2 separate regions of the Rattus norvegicus genome follow, and region 1 is linked to region 2. The links are chromatin contacts, called in public Hi-C maps. All regions are on one chromosome and are shown on one strand. The core of a region is the stretch at or near the end of the contact, and the rest is flanking DNA. Distances in the headings are between cores, read along the strand shown. Region 1 holds the start of Gadd45a (growth arrest and DNA-damage-inducible, alpha). Region 2 holds the start of Mad2l1 (mitotic arrest deficient 2 like 1).

Region 1 (6,014 bases), core at 1,916-4,415, 250 kb after region 2:
CTGGCTCTGCCTACATGGGCCTGCTACTGACCAGACAGTACAAAGGCTTCTTCTACTGAAGTCTTTTTTTCCTTATTCTCTGACACTTCTTCCCTAATATATCCAGACCCCTTGCAGCAGTCGTGGAAATGCTCGGCTGAAGCTATAGTGCCCTGGGAAGAGGCTAAGAACATGAGAAACCTGCCCTTTGTCATGGTTCTACAAAACATTCTCACTACCTTACACTGGGAACTACAGCTATTCACCCTATTAACTACCCCTTACCTCCCATGTTATCTACCTACAACACTGACCATGTCACTTCCTTCTGCAGACTGTGGCAAGTTCACAGAAGGAAGCTCGAATACATAATGGTGATGTAAGAACTCCTGTCAGCATCTGAGTCGAACCCCCACCTTTCCAACCCTCTCTCTCACTTATCTCCCTACACCAGAGGCACGCAGCGTCACCCTTGCAGGTCTCTCTGCGGGCTCTGATCTTTCATGCCTGCACCATTGCACAAACTTTTGTAGCTGTTAGCAATACCCTTTCCCTGTCTCTACCTAGAGAAACTAAGCTCATTTCTTAAGCCTCCAATAAGATGATTTTTTTCCCCTCAGTAAAAGCTTCACTTATCTTCAAGCAGCTTTGGTAACCCTCCTCTCTGCTTCTATGTTTTGCATGCAATTAATTATAGCATTTTAATAATTCATTGTAATTCAGACTTTGCAAGGTGACTCTTTCTCCATATTCCCTTTGCCCTTACCCAAACCCTCTACCATCACCCATCTTTCTGCCTGGTGGCTTTAAAGCAAAGTTTCAATACAAAGTCTGATAAGAGTCCATGTTGGAAAACACATACCACACATTGAGAAACGACACAGTTATTCCATACCAGTTTATTTTAGATAATGTGCTTCAAAAACGTTTTATCATAAATAACCTTTCACATCATAAAATAACTTAGTACGATTTATAATAAAACTTCTGAGAATTTAACATCTCATCAAAATACATTAAACTGTGGCTTGAAAATATGATTAACCCTTTTCACTTTTCTTTTATTTGAGGGCATGAAGACCAAAAAAAATACCCAAAATATTGCTACACATTTAAAGTTTCAACAAAGCAATATTTGGTTTACTTTACTGTAACCCGGCCATCCTAAATTAATAGTTTTCTTTCTTGCACAGTTCTTTGTAGTTTTTTTGTCCCTTTTGACTTGGATTTCTGTTTCCACACAGCTTCCTCCTTCAGTCTCACCTCTCTCTCCTTCTGCAAAGTCATCTCCTAGCCCTCCTGTAGTTGAACTCAGCCCCTTGACATCAGTTTCTGTAATCCTTGCATCAGCGTGGGGAGTGACTGCTTGAGTAACTACAAAGGTATTTCAAAACTTCAGTGCAATTTGGTTCAGTTATTTCCATTCAGATGCCATCACCGTTCGGGGAATCACCGTTCGGGGAGATTAATCACTGGCACCCACTGATCCATGTAGCGACTTTCCCGGCAAAAACAAATAAGTTGACTTAAGGCAGGATCCTTCCATTGTGATGAATGTGGGTTCTGAGAACAGATTTAGAAAAATTACTTCCCCATAATATGATCAGCGTATGCTACTAGCTGTACTACTTTTGAAAGGGCCAAACCCCAAACATTCTGCCAAACAGCGTTTGGCCAAGTCTAAACACCTGTAATGCACACTGAGCCACACAGTTTTGCATATTAACTACCCCACTCTTCATGAAGTTATCATTCTCAAGACTGCCCTTCCAAGCACGTACCCTGGTGGAGTCATAAGTAAAATACTTCTGAAAAACATTCTCAGGCTGTGTGCACCGTGAGAGCTGCAGGGAGGGCAGCTGAACTCTTTTATCTTTCCTGACAATGAATAGCACTTTTCACTGGCAGCACAAATAATCAGGCTACCACTTCCCTACACAAGTCAAAAGAGTACAAAAACAAAAAACCAGAAGACCGAGACAGCAGCACATTTCTTTCTGAAAACACTATCCACCCACCACACATTTTTAAGCGGTGGGGAGGAGGGTGGAGAGGGCTCGTTTAAACAAACTCAAGAGCAGCAAAGAAAAGAATTCCACTCCGTACACTTCACAGAGTATCTATATCCAGGGAGTTAATAAGGTCTGTCTCCTACACGACTTCTATCTTTAGCTTTGACAGCAAATGAAGAATGAAGCTGACTTCTTAACGAAGGGTGAACCGGGAACTTAATGTGGCTTTATCTAATCTGTTCTGCTCAAAGAATTAGTCACACGAGCTAGTGCAGAGGTAGGCAGGGGTAGCTGGGTAGCCTGCTGACTCACTGATATCATCCGCCGCTGGAGGCCACCCATGAGCTTAGACACGCTCCTCACAGTATCAGAACCCCCGCGAGATCAGCGTCCAGCTCGGACAAGGTCCACCCCAGCAGATTCTGAGCTGCAGCCCCTGGTCTCTTACCGTCACCAGCACACAGTGTAAGTCCGGGGTCTGCGCAGCGCCCCCGCTCTCAGCGGGGCTCTTGTCGTTCTCCAGTAGCAACAGCTCTGCCAGCCGACCCGGGTTGCTGACCCGCAGGATGTTGATGTCGTTCTCGCAACAGAAAGCACGAATGAGGGTGAAATGGATCTGCAGAGCCACGTCCCGGTCGTCATCTTCATCCGCAGCCAGCAGGCACAGGACCACGTTGTCCGGGTCTCTACAGACAGTGGGCAACGGTGAGTGTACAAGCTCCGGGGAGCGCGGGGTAGAAGCGGGTGGGTAAGCGGGAGGCGGGGGGCGCGGGTGGCCGGGGCCACTTACACGTTGAGCAGCTTGGCTGCCTCGTACACGCCGACAGTTATGGTGCGCTGACTCCGAGCCTTGCTGAGCACTTCCTCCAGGGCATCGCCCACCGTGTCCATCCTGCAGATCGCAGGGCGAGAGCGGGTCAGTAGGGTTCCGGGCCGCGAAGCCGTAGGGGTGGCGGCCACCGAGTCCGCAGGCACACTTACCTTTCGATCTTCTGCTCTGCGGCCGAGAATTCCTCCAAAGTCATATTGCAAGTGCGAGTCCCTCACGCGGCGCGCGGGCTGCTCCTGGCCCCCACAGTGCCCGGCGCCGGCTCTGCGCTGGCTCCCACCCTCGCGTCTCTGCTCTCGCCGGCTTCTTGCTTAGCCTCGCTGGGGAACACTGCACAGCTGCCTCGGGGCCACTGGAGGACAAAGGGTCCGATCCGGAGATATGGGGCTAGCCCTCAGCCAACCACGGCTAGCCTCATTTACATGCAGCCAGGTCATTGGGTCATGCAAATTAGCAGACTTTGACACTCTGACGCTAGCTCCACCAAGCTAGGCAGAGTTGAGCGGAAGGGGGCGGAGCTATGCGGGAGGGAGCCCCTGGCACGAAGGTGGTGCAGAAAGCCGGTTGGTGGGGTCCGGAGCCAGCTCTAGACAGTTTGTGAAGCCATCTGGTGCAGAGGGCTTTTGGAGTGGTTCAAGTGTCCTCAGCTCTGACTGAAACAGCCTGCCAATTGTTTCTCTGGTTGTGGACATCTTTTGATTGTCGTTTCGTGTTCTTTTGTGTTAAGGGACTGCTTTTTAAAATTTATTTCCAGGGGTTAATGCACTCTAGTCTAGTTGTTATTAGTAAGCATATTTTTAAGTGTTCAGACGTACCAGGCAAAGCTTGCTTCAGAGTGTTTATATGCAAGTTACAGGTTAAGCTGCTTATTCCCAGTAGTATTCTTTTGGTGCCCTGATGGCTGGTTTGATTTGGTTTTGGTTGGTTGTGAGAATTTGAAACTCCAGGGAGGAAAAAAAAAGCACATTTGTGTGTAGTGATGGCACAGTACCGAGTTGGAATCTTTTCCACAAAAAGCTGGTGAAATTTCTGCCCCACTCCTTGTAAGCTGGTGATCACATGTCTAACGAGCCAAGCTCACCGTTCTTAAAACCTTTCCTGAAGAAGGCTCCTTCTAATCAAGTAAGAGCTAAGAGACAAATTCTGTGATATTCAGAGTAACCACAGTCTAAATTCGAGATGCTCATGATGCCCCCTAGACTTCCCATCACAGAGTATGACACTGCCTTCTGTTGCCTATGATCTCACTCTGAATCATGAAGCTGTAACTATAGTTCATTTTAGCCATGTGCTAAAATTTCACCTTTGAGACATAGCAACTTGTAGGTAGAAGGCAAACCTTTATAACTGTAAGCAGGAGTTACAAATTAAAAACAATTTTTAATGTAAACTTTTACTGCATAGTTCAAAACCCCCTTTTTTTGTGAGCTTATTCAATAAATACGAAAACATTGCCTGAACCTACTAGTCACCAAGAGTGGTGAAATGGTGAAATGGTGAAATGGTTTGCATTCCTAACAGTGCTTATATTGAGGTCACTGGGCAGTTAGAGAGGTAAATTTTGCAGAAGTACATGTGACTTTTGCATCCTTAAGTGTTTATTCTTGTGGACAAAATATTTTCCAATTCTCTTAATCTTAATGGAAAATTGATAGGTTGATTTTTCTAGTTCACTTATTGGAGACAACTTTCCTTTTAATCCCTAAGTGCTATGTCCCCAAGAGACAATATCTGAGTAAAGGAACAAGCGTCAGCATGCTTGTGTACCTCATACTTATGCCTTAAATCTTTACATGAGCTATGCTTGTTAAGGAATTCCTCAGGGCAGGGGAGATGACTCAGTGATTAAGCACACTGGCTGTCCTTCCTTAGGTCCTGAGTTCAATTCCCAGCAACTACAATGTGACTCACAACCATCTATAATGGCATCGAATGCCCCCTTCTGGCATGCAAGCATACATGCAGTTAGAGCACTCAGAGAGAGAGAGAGAGAGAGAGAGAGAGAGAGAGAGAGAGAGAGAGAGAGAGAGAGAGAGAGAGAGAATGAATATGAATATTTATTCCCCAACATTGGGATTGGGCCTGGGATTCTTCCTCAATGGCAGAGCAGTTGCCTAGCATGTTCCAGGCTCAGGCCCAGGATTTGATCTGCTGCAAAACAGCAACAGGGACGAAATTTCAATATTTCGTTAGGCTTCGATTGTGGGTATTTAGAATTATCACTAAAACAAGCCTCTGGACATTGTGTAATGGACCATCTAGATTAGGTTAGCTAAGATGGGAAGACCCACTATGATGGATAAAACCATTCCATGGGCTTGGAGTCTTCACTGCATGTGAAAAGGCAAACTAGCTAAGCATGGGCATTTTGGTTCATTCCTGACTGAGGACGCCATGTGACCAGCCACTTCCAGCTCTGACTGTCAAGCCTTCCCATGATGGAGTACCGAGGAATAAACCCTTCCTTTCTTAAGTTGCTTCCACCAGGTATTTTGTTCCAGGAGCAAGACAGGTAACTGTCACTTAAACATTTTCAGCTTCATAAAACCAACATTACACAAACTGATCCAAGTCATCATTTGAAGACTAATAAACTGTGTTCCCTAGAACTCTGGGATTCTACCCATTAGACATTTCTTAGAAGTTCTCTGGAAGGATGCAAGCTGACAAAGATTTAGAGGATCATGTGACAGCAAAGACTATGACTTCATCAGCTTGGTGTCCTCAACAAGTCCTACATTCAGTAGTACAGTGGGTGTCATGAGTTGAAAATAATCTGAGAATTAATCAGCACCTCGTGATCCTACAGTCCTATGCATGAATTCTCAGAAAACTCACCTTTGACATCACTTCAAAAAAAAAAAAAAATACAAGCCCTAAACAATTTCTTGTCCTTTCTCTACAAAAACCTCGTGATCTAATTGGTATATCCATTGTATTAGTCAAGGTTCCTTAGACTAGTGGAACATATACAATGAATACACACACACACACACACACACACACACACACACACACACACACGCACACACATATGAAGGGGATTTAGTTGACTTACATGCAGTCTACAGTCCAACTAATCCAACAATGGCTGGCTATGAACAAAGTCCAAGAATCTAGAAGTTGTTCAGCCCATGAGGCCAGATGTCTCAGCTGGTCTTCTGTATGTGCTGAAATCCCAATGAAGTAGGCTC
Region 2 (5,465 bases), core at 523-3,022:
CTGGCATTTTTTTCAAATAAATGTGCTATAAAAGGAGACTAAGCTAGGCAGTCTAAGTTCTCTGATAAATCTGCCACTAACTAGAAACTGGATCTTGAACTGACTCTGTAAGCACTCTAGACCTATTATAATATTGTTTGATTGAGTCTTCAGCCTCAAACTTTCTGTACTTCTAGACTTAGGGGGAAAAACACTTGTTTTTAATACCCTAGTATGAAATAGAAGCCTAATTATTCATCACATACTCTTTATATTTATTGTTTTATTAATAAAATATTGGCTTGTATTGCTTGAACTCTCTTTAGAAAAAAGGCTCAATTTCTATTCTTCCCTGTTCAAACATTCTTTCCCTAAACAATGCATAGCAAGAGTTTACAAAATTGTGAGGCAAAGTAAATTCGAGAAACTGAGTTTTCAAGTATTTTATAGTATTGCTTTTGATAAAAGGGGAGGGAGGTAATGTTAAACCAAGTGGCCAAAAGTTAATAGGTAAGACCATCGAAGATTCCAGATTTTTTTATGTTACTGTGATAAATTAGATTAAGTCCAAACACACTTGGGAAGAAAGAGCTTGGTACCTCAGTTTTATCTATGCCACCATTTCATTCTTCCTCGTATGTCACAATTTCTTTCTCTGATGTATCCCTTATACAACCTCCCTGGCATCTATTTAATTCAGGCTCTAAACTTCTTAAACCTGCACATTACAGTATTTCTAATAGTCAACTGGTTTCAAAATGCAGTCTGAGTACCAGCATTAGAAGCATTTAGGATACTTGGAAGATGTGCTATCTCCTGGACCCAATACACTGTACAATATAAAAACTGTCACATGAATCTCATGTATAATCTTATATGCTCAGGTATAGGCCTTAAATACTCAAAAAGAAACATATGACTAAAAGACTTAAAAGCAGGCTAATTGCAAAGAAAGGAAATCAAGAAGCCCTATCATTTAAATCTGATGTGAACTTATAAAATGTATGTAGTAATAGAAAACTAAAGACATTTCTAAATGATTATTACAGTGTGTGTCTGTGTGTTTGTGTATGTGCATGCGCGCGCGCGCGCGCGCGCGCGCGCGTGTGTGTGTGTGTGTGTGTGTGTGTGCATGTGCCTTGCCTCTCTCCTCCAGACATGTTGCAGACTTGGTGACAAGCATCTTTACTCACTAAGCTTCTGTTCGACCTAGTTCCCCTCATCTTATTTCTCCAGAAAAGTTGCATTTACACACACACACACACACACACACACACACACACACACACACACACACAAAACAAACAAAAAAAAAAATTAGGCTCTCCCAGACTTGAAACTATGCTCAAAGCTGAGCCTGTGCTTCAGGGATGCTCAGACCACGGGTGTGGCAGGTAGGTAACCCCACTACCATCTCAGATCCTCTTCTAGGCCACCTTATCAGAGGTCCCGCCCACTAAGGACCCTCCTGGGTACCAGGAACTGGAACCATACGCCCGAACCACTCTACGCCTGCGCATTCGGTCTGCCAGAGAGGGTGGAGCCAGGGCCGGATACAAGTCGCTTTGGGCGGGACTTAGGGTCAGCTCATCTGCGGTGCAACTGGGCTTACGGCGGAAGTAGCGTTATGGAGCGAAATGTTGAAAAGAGACCCGGTTCCCTAATGTGGGAGGGGCTTAGAAAAAACCGGAAGCATGAGGCGGGCTCAGGAAGGGATTCCGAGTTAAAAGACAGGGTTGGGGCCGGAAACTGGCGACGTAGGTGGGGTTTAAGGCTCGTTGCGCCTGCGCACAGAGCGACCGGCGGGATTCGTAGTTACTTTTGAACCGGGTGGCGGGGAATAGCTAGAGGAGCCATTAGGGCGCCATCTACGGAGGGGTTGACAGTGTTCTCCGTTCGATCTAGTGATGGCACAGCAGCTCGCCCGGGACCAAGGCATCACCCTGCGTGGGAGCGCAGAAATCGTCGCCGAGTTTTTTTGTGAGTGCTGAGCGCGGACCCTGCAGCCAAAGATAAGCTGCCTGGGCCGGGCCTTAGGACGTGTGCTAGAGCGGAACCACCGGATCCTCCCGGGGGCGGGGAACGCAGGCCTGTGCCTCCTGGAATGAAACGGGGCTGGCCTGGGGCATCATCTCACTCGCTCTTTGAAAGCTGGTGGTCTGCGTTGACATCTGAACCACATACTCTGTGTTTACATTTAGCGACCCGGTGAAATTCGACATTGCTGGGTTAAAGGTTTTCCGTGTTGTTTTGTCCCTACTCTGATTTCTGGAAGAGTTTAAAACGTTAATACATGTTTATGGCTTTATTTCTTTCGCTTTCAGCATTTGGCATCAACAGCATTTTGTATCAGCGTGGCATTTATCCGTCGGAAACCTTTACTCGAGTGCAGAAATATGGACTCACCTTGCTTGTAACTACTGACCCCGAGCTCATAAAGTATCTCAATAATGTGGTAGAGCAGCTAAAAGGTAATCACGTTTTGAGTTTTACACCTTACAAGTTTGCATTTGTAAGTGTCCCAAGTAGCTTAAAGCAACAGGCCTTCTCAAATGTGATTCTGAATTGGGAGAAAGCAAGTGATGGAGGGAATTTCCACCTCTTCTGTTTTTTAAGTAGGCTGAATGTCTTGATGTTAGGCATCTTAGAAAAGCTGCTTTAGAAATGGGTTTTATAGGTTAACCAGGTGCAACAAATTGGAAATTTTACCCAATTAAAATGATCTCATCTTTCTGTGTTTTGCTCTGTATCTCCCAATGTAATCTTACAAAATACCAATTCTAAAAGCATTGCAACTACCCTTTTTTCCCCTTTGAGTTTTATGTGTATGGGTGGTTGGTTTGTTTTAATTGTTTTCATTATAGTATTTGTTGCCTTTTTGTTAACTTCAGCATTAAAATGGCCTTTTGGTGACCACCTGAACATGGTTAACTTAACAACTCTCTTTAAGGCCGTTTTGTTTTGTTTTGCTTTTGAGATAGGTCTCTATAGCTCTGGCTGTCCTTGAACTTGCGATGTAGACCAGATTGAACTCAGAAAGATCAGCCTGGGTCTACCCCCTCCGAGTTCTGGGACTAAAAGGCATTTGCCACCGTGCCCAGCTTAAGGCCATACTTTTAAACATTCCTTGCAATTCGTATCCATAATAGAGTATCCATCAACACTTGTGCAAGTTGGGTATGAATTCACAGGCAAAAGAGGTAGGGTTTTTAAGCATAAGATCTGCTTTGAATTCTGGTGTCTGGATCGATCCTCTTTTAATCCCCTTCAGTTCACTTACTACCAAGGATGATAGTTTAAAAACACAAGGCTAATTGGTCATGCTGCTTAAAACACAGTTGTGGCTTTCCTAATTCTTAAAAGTATAGTTTCATTAATTTAACACTTAAGATTTTGTGTAGCATCTTGATTTTTCATAATTCTGTAATTAATTGACTTTATTAAAAAGCATGTACTTTGCAATAGTCTGCATACATATACATACATACATAGATACATATGCACGCCCTTGCCATTTAAAGCCTGTATTTGCCTCTCCTTTGTACATTTAATGTAAAAACAAATCCTTCCCTCACCTACCAGAGTAGTGAGATTTTTCTTGTGCTCTTATACTATCGCTCTGTTCTGACCAGCCACCACAGATGTGACTGGCAGTGGTTAGATTAAAGCCTATGTCCTATGTTCTTTCTGTGAATCGCAGTGAAGTACAAGTTCACGGCTCCGTGATGCACTGGCTTCCACCTACTAGTAATGTGGAGAATTTAAAACTTGATTAAATTGTTAGTGAAGAATTTTCTTCCTTGTGTATGAAAGGAAGGCAAAATACCACTGTGAGGATTTTGTAGGCGGGAAAGTGGGTCTTGAGCAGAGCGTCTCTGCCATAGGTTAGAGAGTAAGAGCTGCCTTGTGTGAGTCTCTGCCATAGCTTAGAGAGTAAGAGCTGCCTTGTGGGAGTGTCTGCCATAGCTTAGAGAGTAAGAGCTGTCTTGTGTGTGTCTCTGCCATAGCTTAGAGTGTAAGAGCTGCCTTGTGTGAGTCCCTGCCATAGGTTAGAGAGTAAGAGCTGCCTTGTGGGGAGTCTCTGCCATAGGTTAGAGAGTAAGAGCTGCCTTGTGTGAGTCTCTGCCATAGCTTAGAGAGTAAGAGCTGCCTTGTGTGAGTCTCTGCCATAGGTTAGAGTGTAAGAGCTGCCTTGTGGGAGTCTCTGCCATAGCTTAGAGTGTAAGAGCTGCCTTGTGTGAGTCCCTGCCATAGGTTAGAGTGTAAGAGCTGCCTTGTGGGAGTCTCTGCCATAGCTTAGAGTGTAAGAGCTGCCTTGTGGGAGTCTCTGCCATAGCTTAGAGTGTAAGAGCTGCCTTGTGTGAGTCTCTGCCATAGCTTAGAGAGTAAGAGCTGCCTTGTGGGAGTCTCTGCCATAGGTTAGAGAGTAAGAGCTGCCTTGTGGGAGTGTCTGCCATAGCTTAGAGTGTAAGAGCTGCCTTGTGGGAGTCTCTGCCATAGCTTAGAGTGTAAGAGCTGCCTTGTGTGTTGCAGAGTGGTTGTACAAGTGCTCCGTTCAGAAACTGGTAGTGGTCATCTCGAATATTGAAAGTGGCGAGGTCCTTGAAAGATGGCAGTTTGATATTGAGTGTGACAAAACGGCCAAAGAAGAAGGGTAAGTATGAACTGAATTGTTCCTGCTTTAATTTGCTTTTGTAATTTCTGTTGCTGCATGAGTTCACATTGTATTGAACTGATATCTTCCAGTTACTGTCTAGGGTATGTTTTTAAAGATACTTTTGTTAGTTTTTGAGGGATTTCTGAGTTCCTCATAAACTGTCAGGGATTATGTGGATAAGATGCTTTTAAGCGTGCTGTCTTTGTGAGATTTGACCTTCATGTTGTGGTTATACCCAAACCTCTTACAATATAATATGAGGGCCATTTAATCCCTGGCTTATACAAGAGATGATCCTAGACTCATTCCTAATTTAGATGAAGCTCTACTGTACTTCATTTAATGCCGTGAAGTTTGTAAACTGAAGTTTGCATGAATTCTACATCAGAAATGCCTACTATGCTAGACATGCACTCTGTATGTTACTATAATGAAGTGCAGTTTGTTTCTGAAATCTCCCATCTGTAGACGTCGTTAGCCTATAAAATATTTTGTATGTAGTTTATTTTACTTGACCCAATCAGGATTTAGATATTTAGATGTTACTTTTTTAAAAATGCCAAAATTCAGGCTGAAAAATGGCTCATTGTTTGGGAGCACTGGCTACTTCTCTAGAGGACCCAGGTTCAATTTCCAGCATCTACATGACAGCTCACAGCTCTCTGTAACTCAGTTTCAGGCAGTCCACAGCTACAGGTATGCATGTGGTACACGTAAATGTGTATGCAGACAAAATGCCAAAATTCTATCAAGATTATGTGTTGGAATCCATTTTCCTTTATATTAAAGACTTACTGACAATATGCTTACTGAGAGTGGTTGAGAAACT

Evidence for each region. A called contact is a pair of places that touch in the nucleus more often than the background predicts.
Region 1: a Hi-C map of mammary epithelial cells shows a contact between it and region 2, with 2.1 times the contacts expected there. The contact joins the promoter of Gadd45a here to the promoter of Mad2l1 in region 2. A contact is called at or near these places in 4 of 12 Hi-C or Micro-C datasets (the A7r5 cell line, the Rat2 cell line, Schwann cells and 1 more) and 1 of 1 datasets of contacts at active chromatin or transcription factors (oligodendrocytes).

The regions. Positions count from the first base shown.
Region 1 is chr4:97,483,634-97,489,647 of GRCr8, forward strand. Gadd45a (growth arrest and DNA-damage-inducible, alpha) reads right to left here and starts at 3,166. Exons shown (of 4, transcript NM_024127.2): 1 at 2,973-3,166; 2 at 2,782-2,883; 3 at 2,440-2,677; 4 at 864-1,542. The coding sequence starts at 3,016. The coding sequence ends at 1,429. LOC100912188 (a long non-coding RNA gene) reads left to right here and starts at 2,558. Exons shown (of 6, transcript XR_010066176.1): 1 at 2,558-2,696.
Region 2 is chr4:97,234,737-97,240,201 of GRCr8, forward strand. It overlaps Mad2l1 (mitotic arrest deficient 2 like 1), which reads left to right and starts at 1,773. Exons shown (of 6, transcript NM_001106594.1): 1 at 1,773-1,959; 2 at 2,304-2,450; 3 at 4,513-4,633. The coding sequence starts at 1,887.